Regions from separate parts of the Mus musculus genome. Here region 1 is linked to region 2. A link is a contact called in public HiChIP or PLAC-seq data. All regions are on one chromosome and are shown on one strand. Each heading gives the region's core, a stretch centred on a gene start, on an enhancer-like site or on the middle of the called end of the contact. The rest is flanking DNA. Distances are from core to core; before and after follow the strand shown.

Region 1 (2,784 bases), core at 271-2,770, 600 kb before region 2:
TTTCTCTCTGTGTGTGTGTCTTTGTCCCATGTCGCTGTACTTCTGTCCGTCTCTGTCTCTTTTTCCTCTTTTCTCCTGCTTCCTCCTCCCATCCTGTTGGCTGCCCCAGTCATCAATCGCCAAAACGGTAATTCCCCCGCCATCCATTGCTGTGCTGCGCCCACCTTACCCCCTTCTAACCCCTGATACCCCCTGGGGCTGAGGATCTGGGACAGTCAGGGAGGTCAGAGCGGTGGCCCCTTCAGTGGATCCCATAGGGAAGGTTCCCCGAGTTCAGAGGTGGGTGACATAAGTTTTATTTAACGTAAGCCTCAGTTTCCCCCATATGAAACACAGAAGTTTGAAAAGACAGTCAAGGTCCCCTTTCAGCTGGATATTTTGGGGGCTTCCAGACCCAGATTCCCAGTCCAAGGTGGGATGAGCCCTCCCCCGTTCCCACCCTCTCTGCGCTGTGCGACCCAAACCTAGTCTGGTGGTCCTTGTTGGAGGCAACCACTCTGATTGGTGCCGCGCGTGCCCTCTGCGCCTGCTCTGATTGGCCCATTCCCAATCTAGCCTTACAGCGCACCGTGATTGGTTTCTTTCAGATGTCTATTCTGATTGGACCATGTTGACACACCTCTATTTTTCCCTGGTTGGCTGCTTTTGAAGCTTTGGGGCCAGTTGGTTGGCTTTCAATCCCTGTCTCTTCCCAGCCCAGCCCTCCCCTGCCCAGAGCCTTGTGTGCAAGTGACCCCAACCCCTATAATCCATTAACCCCTGCAGCCTGGAGTCTGGCTCAGGGTTATACCAGCTGCTAAATGTCTGCTGGGTCACTCCTAGATGTCACACAAGTGGTGACATCGGAGAGACACTGATGTGAAAAGACACTTGAGGCCCTAGCTTCGTGAGCCAATGAGGAGGCCAGCTCCTCAGGCCTCCATCTACAGAGCTCACAGGCTGGTGTCTTGGATGCCGGTGGCCCTCACAGTGTCTTTGAAGTGTTGCTTGCTCCTTCCAGCCCACCCCCCCCCCCGTTACGTTGTGCATGCTTGTGCAGTGTGCATGGGTTGTGTGCATGTGTGTGCTGTGTCCTGGCACATCTGACCCCTCCCGGCTCCCCTTCTTCCCACCCAGGAGAGAAAGTCATGGCGGATGACGAGTTCACACAGGACCTGTTCCGCTTCCTGCAGCTGCTCTGCGAGGGGCACAACAATGGTGAGAAGGAGGGTGGGCGGGGTGGGGGCGGAGCTTCCAAAAGTCACCCAAATTACTCCAATCCCTCCTCTTATCGGCAGCAATGACTTCTCTAGCCCTGCAGACCTCATCCAGCCTTCGGCTCTACTATGGGGATCAGGGGCCCAAGGCCATCTTAGTTACATAGGTAGTGTGAAGCCACAGGAGACCCAAATAACAAATAACAATCACAAGTTTCTCTGGCTTCTGAAATTTCTGGAAGCAAACCACTTAGCTTCACTTTCACTTCCTCTGGCCAGTCCAACTAACTCCCCAAAGGCAGTCTGCCAAAATCCAGTTTGGCCAGTTTCCCCAGATAGGCAATTCGTCACACTCGGCTTTCCCACGGGCATTTGGCAGCCCTAAAGCATCTCTAAAGGATGGACGCCAGAGTCCACAGACGTACCAATTGCTCGGCGCTTAAAAGTGAATATATTTGATTTATTCATTTGTTTATCACAGAGAACATTTTCCCAGGAGATGTACGGATCCTCTCGTAGCAGAAGTGAGAAATTTCGCAGGCTCTGCCTTCATTGTGCCAATTTAACAAAATCCAGTGTGACGCAGCCCACTCGTTAAACTCTGTGCGGCTCGAACAGCTTATGCTGAAGGGACAGTTAAGCCGGGCGTGGTGGCAGAGGCCTGCAGTCCCTGTGCTGAGATACTCTGGCAGGACGAGTCCAAGCCGCCTGGCTGCCCAGGGAGCCCAGAAACCAAGAGCAGCCTAAAGCCTAACCAACCTTCCCTGCAAGCTGTTTCCCATGACAAGCGAGTGCCACAAGGTGGTGTTTACAATGTTCACAGTACATAGAAAGCCACAAACCACCCAGAGGGAAAGTGTGTGTGTGTGTGTGTGTCTGTCTGTCTGTCTGTCTGTCTGTCTGCCTGCCTTTGTGTGTGTGTCTGTGAGAGGTTTCTGTGTATCTATGACACTGTGTGATGTGTGTTTGTGTCTGACTGTCTGATTGTGTAATGTGTGTGACTGTGTGATCTGTGTGTGTGTGCCTGTGATGTGTGTATGACTGTGTGATGTGTGTGACTGTGTGATCTGTGTGACTGTAATGTGTGTATGACTGTGTGATGTGTGTGACTGTAATGTGTGTATGACTGTGTGATGTGTGTGACTGTGTGACTGTGATGCGTGTGACTGTGATGCGTGTGACTGTGATGCGTGTGACTGTGATGCGTGTGACTGTGATGCGTGTGACTGTGATGCGTGTGACTGTGATGCGTGTGACTGTGATGCGTGTGACTGTGATCTGTGTGACTGTGTGATCTGTGTGACTGTGATGCGTGTGACTGTGATGCGTGTGACTGTGATGCGTGTGACTGTGATGCGTGTGACTGTGATGTGTGTGACTGTGATGTGTGTGACTGTGATGCGTGTGACTGTGATGTGTGTGACTGTGATGTGTGTGACTGTGATGCGTGTGACTGTGATGCGTGTGACTGTCATGCATCAAGTGTCTTCTGTTGTTACTCTCTGCCTTATAGTCTTGAAACAGGATTTCTCACTGAACAAGAAGTGTCCCCTGCCATATATACACACCTTTACCACTTAGACCTGCT
Region 2 (2,700 bases), core at 114-2,613:
AAAATAGTTTGACCACGCCACGAGAGGCCTGTGAGCAGCACTCTTCCATGGCCTCTGCATCAGCTCCTGCCTCCAGGTGCCAGTCACGTTTGAGTTCCTGCCCTGACTTTCCTCAGTGGATTGTGATTCAGGCTATGTAAGCCAAATAAACCCTTCTCTTCCTAACTTGCTTTTGGTCGTAGTGGTTCATCACAGCAATAGTGACCCTAACTGAAGCACCTGGCTTTTTTTTGCCCTCGAACTCACTCTGTAGACCAGGCTGGCCTCAAGCACACAGAGAAATCTGCCTGCTTCTATCTCTTGCATTGGGGTATTAAAAGTCAGTGCCACCACACCCAGCCTTATTTGGCTTTTTGATACAGGGTCTTGTGTAGTCCAGGCTAGCCTCCAACTTAACACTGTAGCCAAGAATGACCTTGAATCCTGGTCCCTCTCTCTGCACCCTTAGAGTGCCAGCATTAGAAAAGCATGTGTCACGGTGCCCTGTTTATGAGGTAGCTGATCCAACCCTGGCGCACCCTCCCAACTTTGTCCCCAGACATCTTCCTGTATTTGGAATGTCCAGAATCCCAGCCCCTCACCTGGAGTTCATCCTCCAGCACCACCATCTGCCGGTCTTTGTCCACTTTCACTGGGGAGGGATAGAACACAGATTACAGACCCCTCGCCATTCCAGGGGACACCAGCCCAGACTTCCCTGCCTTGCTGTTCCCCCCCCCCCGACAGCCCCCCCCCCCGTGCCACCCTTGAGAGGGCAGAGGTCACTGACTTATGATGGCGGCATTGTTGGTCTCTTTTCGGAAACGAAATTTCCTCAATGTTTCCTTTAGCTCCGGGTCCACTTCACACACCACCAGGGAGTCCGACTGCCAATGGGACAGGGAAGAGCTGAGCCGGCTTAGCTTCTAACCTGGCCCCTTTCCTGACCCAAGTATCTTCGTAAGTCAATGAAGACGCTGAAACTAGCCTAGATGAGTGGCCTTTGGCAAACACCTGGATAGGGAGGCAGTTACTAAGACACACAGTTCAGCTCCGAGGGACACACAGGGGCCAGGTACCACCTTCCTGGAGGATTCCCTTGGATTACTCCAAAAGACCTAAGCATCTGCTTGCCTGAGGCCTCTACCTCTACGACCAAGCTTTGTCAAGACTGGGTCCCTTCCCTTCCTGCCTGTGACCTTCATCCCCCATCTGACCTCCATCCAGGTCACCCTGAACTCGGCCCCCTCACCCTTCCTTGTCACCCAGGCCCTCTGACCATGTTTTTCTGTCCTTAGGCCTCTTCTCAGTTCCTCTGTCTTCTAGGGGTGGGGACCCCAGGCTGAGAGGGATGGGCTATGAAAGGGGGAAGCTTTCCTCTAACACCACATCCTGTTTATGCCTAGCCTAGGACAACTGTCACAAAGGGCTCCTCCCCTTCCTTCCTTCCCTGCATCTGTCAGAACCTGTGAGGCTTTTCAGTCACTAAGATGGGGGTTCGAATACTGCCTCACTGTGGCCCTAGTTAAATTTGCAACTCTGGTCTGGGATTGCTGTGAAGAGAAAAAAACTTCACCTATCTCCCAGATAGAGATGCCTAAAAAGAGGAAATAAGTCTGGTACTGTGGAAAACACGTTTATTCTTTATTTTCTTGTTTTTTCAAGACAGGGTCTCTCTGTATAGGTCCTCTCTTATAGACCAGGCTGGCGTTGAACTCAAAGATCAGCCCGTCTCTGTCTCCCAAGTGCTGGGATTAAAGTTTGCTGTCACCCACTGCTAAATTCAACCATTCTACTAACTCCATTCTCCCAGGTCCCACTGCCTCTAGAGCAGTGACAGGCTACATAGAGAAACCCTGTCTCAAAAATTAATAAATGCTACCATGAAAATGGTGGCCTATTGTTGGAGTGATGTTTTTGTATACTGTGTCAAGATGTGTCTCTGTCCTTCCTTGCCTACCTCAGGTGTCCTCTGATAGGTTAAAATAAAAAGCCTATGGCCTATAGCAAAAGGCAGAAGAGCAAGGTGGGACTTCTGGACAGAGAAAGCAACTCTGGAAAAGAATCAATCGTGGTAGACATGGAGGAAATGGACTGTATGAAACCGAGGAGAGGTAACAAGTCACATAGCAGAACTTAGATTAGTATAAATGGAATAATTGAGTTACAAGCTATTTGGGAACACGCCTAGCTTAAGGCCAAAGCTATTAAATAAATATAATGGTCTCTGTGTTATTTGGGAGCAAGGGTAGGCATAGAAAAGGCCCAAACAGTTACAGCTTATTATATGTATATATATATGTGTGTGTAATACATGTGTGTGTAATAAGTATGTATATGTAATAAGTATATATATGTAATATGTATGTTTATATATACATCTATATACTATTATATATGTGTATATAATATAATTATAAATATATAACTAAATATATTTAATTAAATCTATACAATTCAAATATAATTTTTTTTTAATTTTTAAATTTTTAAAATTTATTTTATTTATGTGAGTATACTGTAGCTGTCTTCAAACACACCAGAAGAGGGCATCAGATCTTATTATAGGTGGCTGTGAGCCACCATGTGGTTGCTGGGAATTGAACTCAGGACCTCTGAAAGAGCAGTCAGTGCTCTTAACTGCTGAGCCATCTCTCCAGCCCCCAATTTAAATATAATTGCAATGTTTATTAATTATATAACATAATACATAATATACAT

What was found. HiChIP or PLAC-seq counts read pairs in DNA pulled down with a chosen protein or histone mark.
Region 1: an H3K4me3 HiChIP or PLAC-seq map of bone marrow-derived macrophages shows a contact between it and region 2, with 5 times the contacts expected there. The contact joins the enhancer-like site here to the promoter of Gmfg in region 2. A contact is called at or near these places in 1 of 39 promoter capture datasets (hippocampal neurons), 1 of 15 datasets of contacts at CTCF or cohesin (the NIH/3T3 cell line), 3 of 484 Hi-C or Micro-C datasets (cortical neurons, palatal mesenchyme and pro-B cells) and 3 of 115 datasets of contacts at active chromatin or transcription factors (the 230-238 cell line, bone marrow-derived macrophages and stem cell-derived neural progenitor cells).

Annotation. Positions count from the first base shown.
Region 1 is chr7:29,042,262-29,045,045 of GRCm38.p6, reverse strand. Ryr1 (ryanodine receptor 1, skeletal muscle) reads left to right here. Exons shown (of 106, transcript NM_009109.2): 83 at 110-127; 84 at 1,117-1,197. Among named protein-coding and RNA genes, the nearest start is that of Gm38979, 14 kb to the right of the region's middle. Within about 2 kb of position 1,520, at least 67 of the 459 cell types and tissues checked have an H3K27ac peak or open chromatin away from gene starts, as enhancers often do. A contact at or near this core is called in bone marrow-derived macrophages, where this site is marked.
Region 2 is chr7:28,439,600-28,442,299 of GRCm38.p6, reverse strand. It overlaps Gmfg (glia maturation factor, gamma), which reads right to left and starts at 1,363. Exons shown (of 7, transcript NM_001039192.2): 1 at 1,259-1,363; 2 at 770-866; 3 at 582-631. The coding sequence starts at 1,261.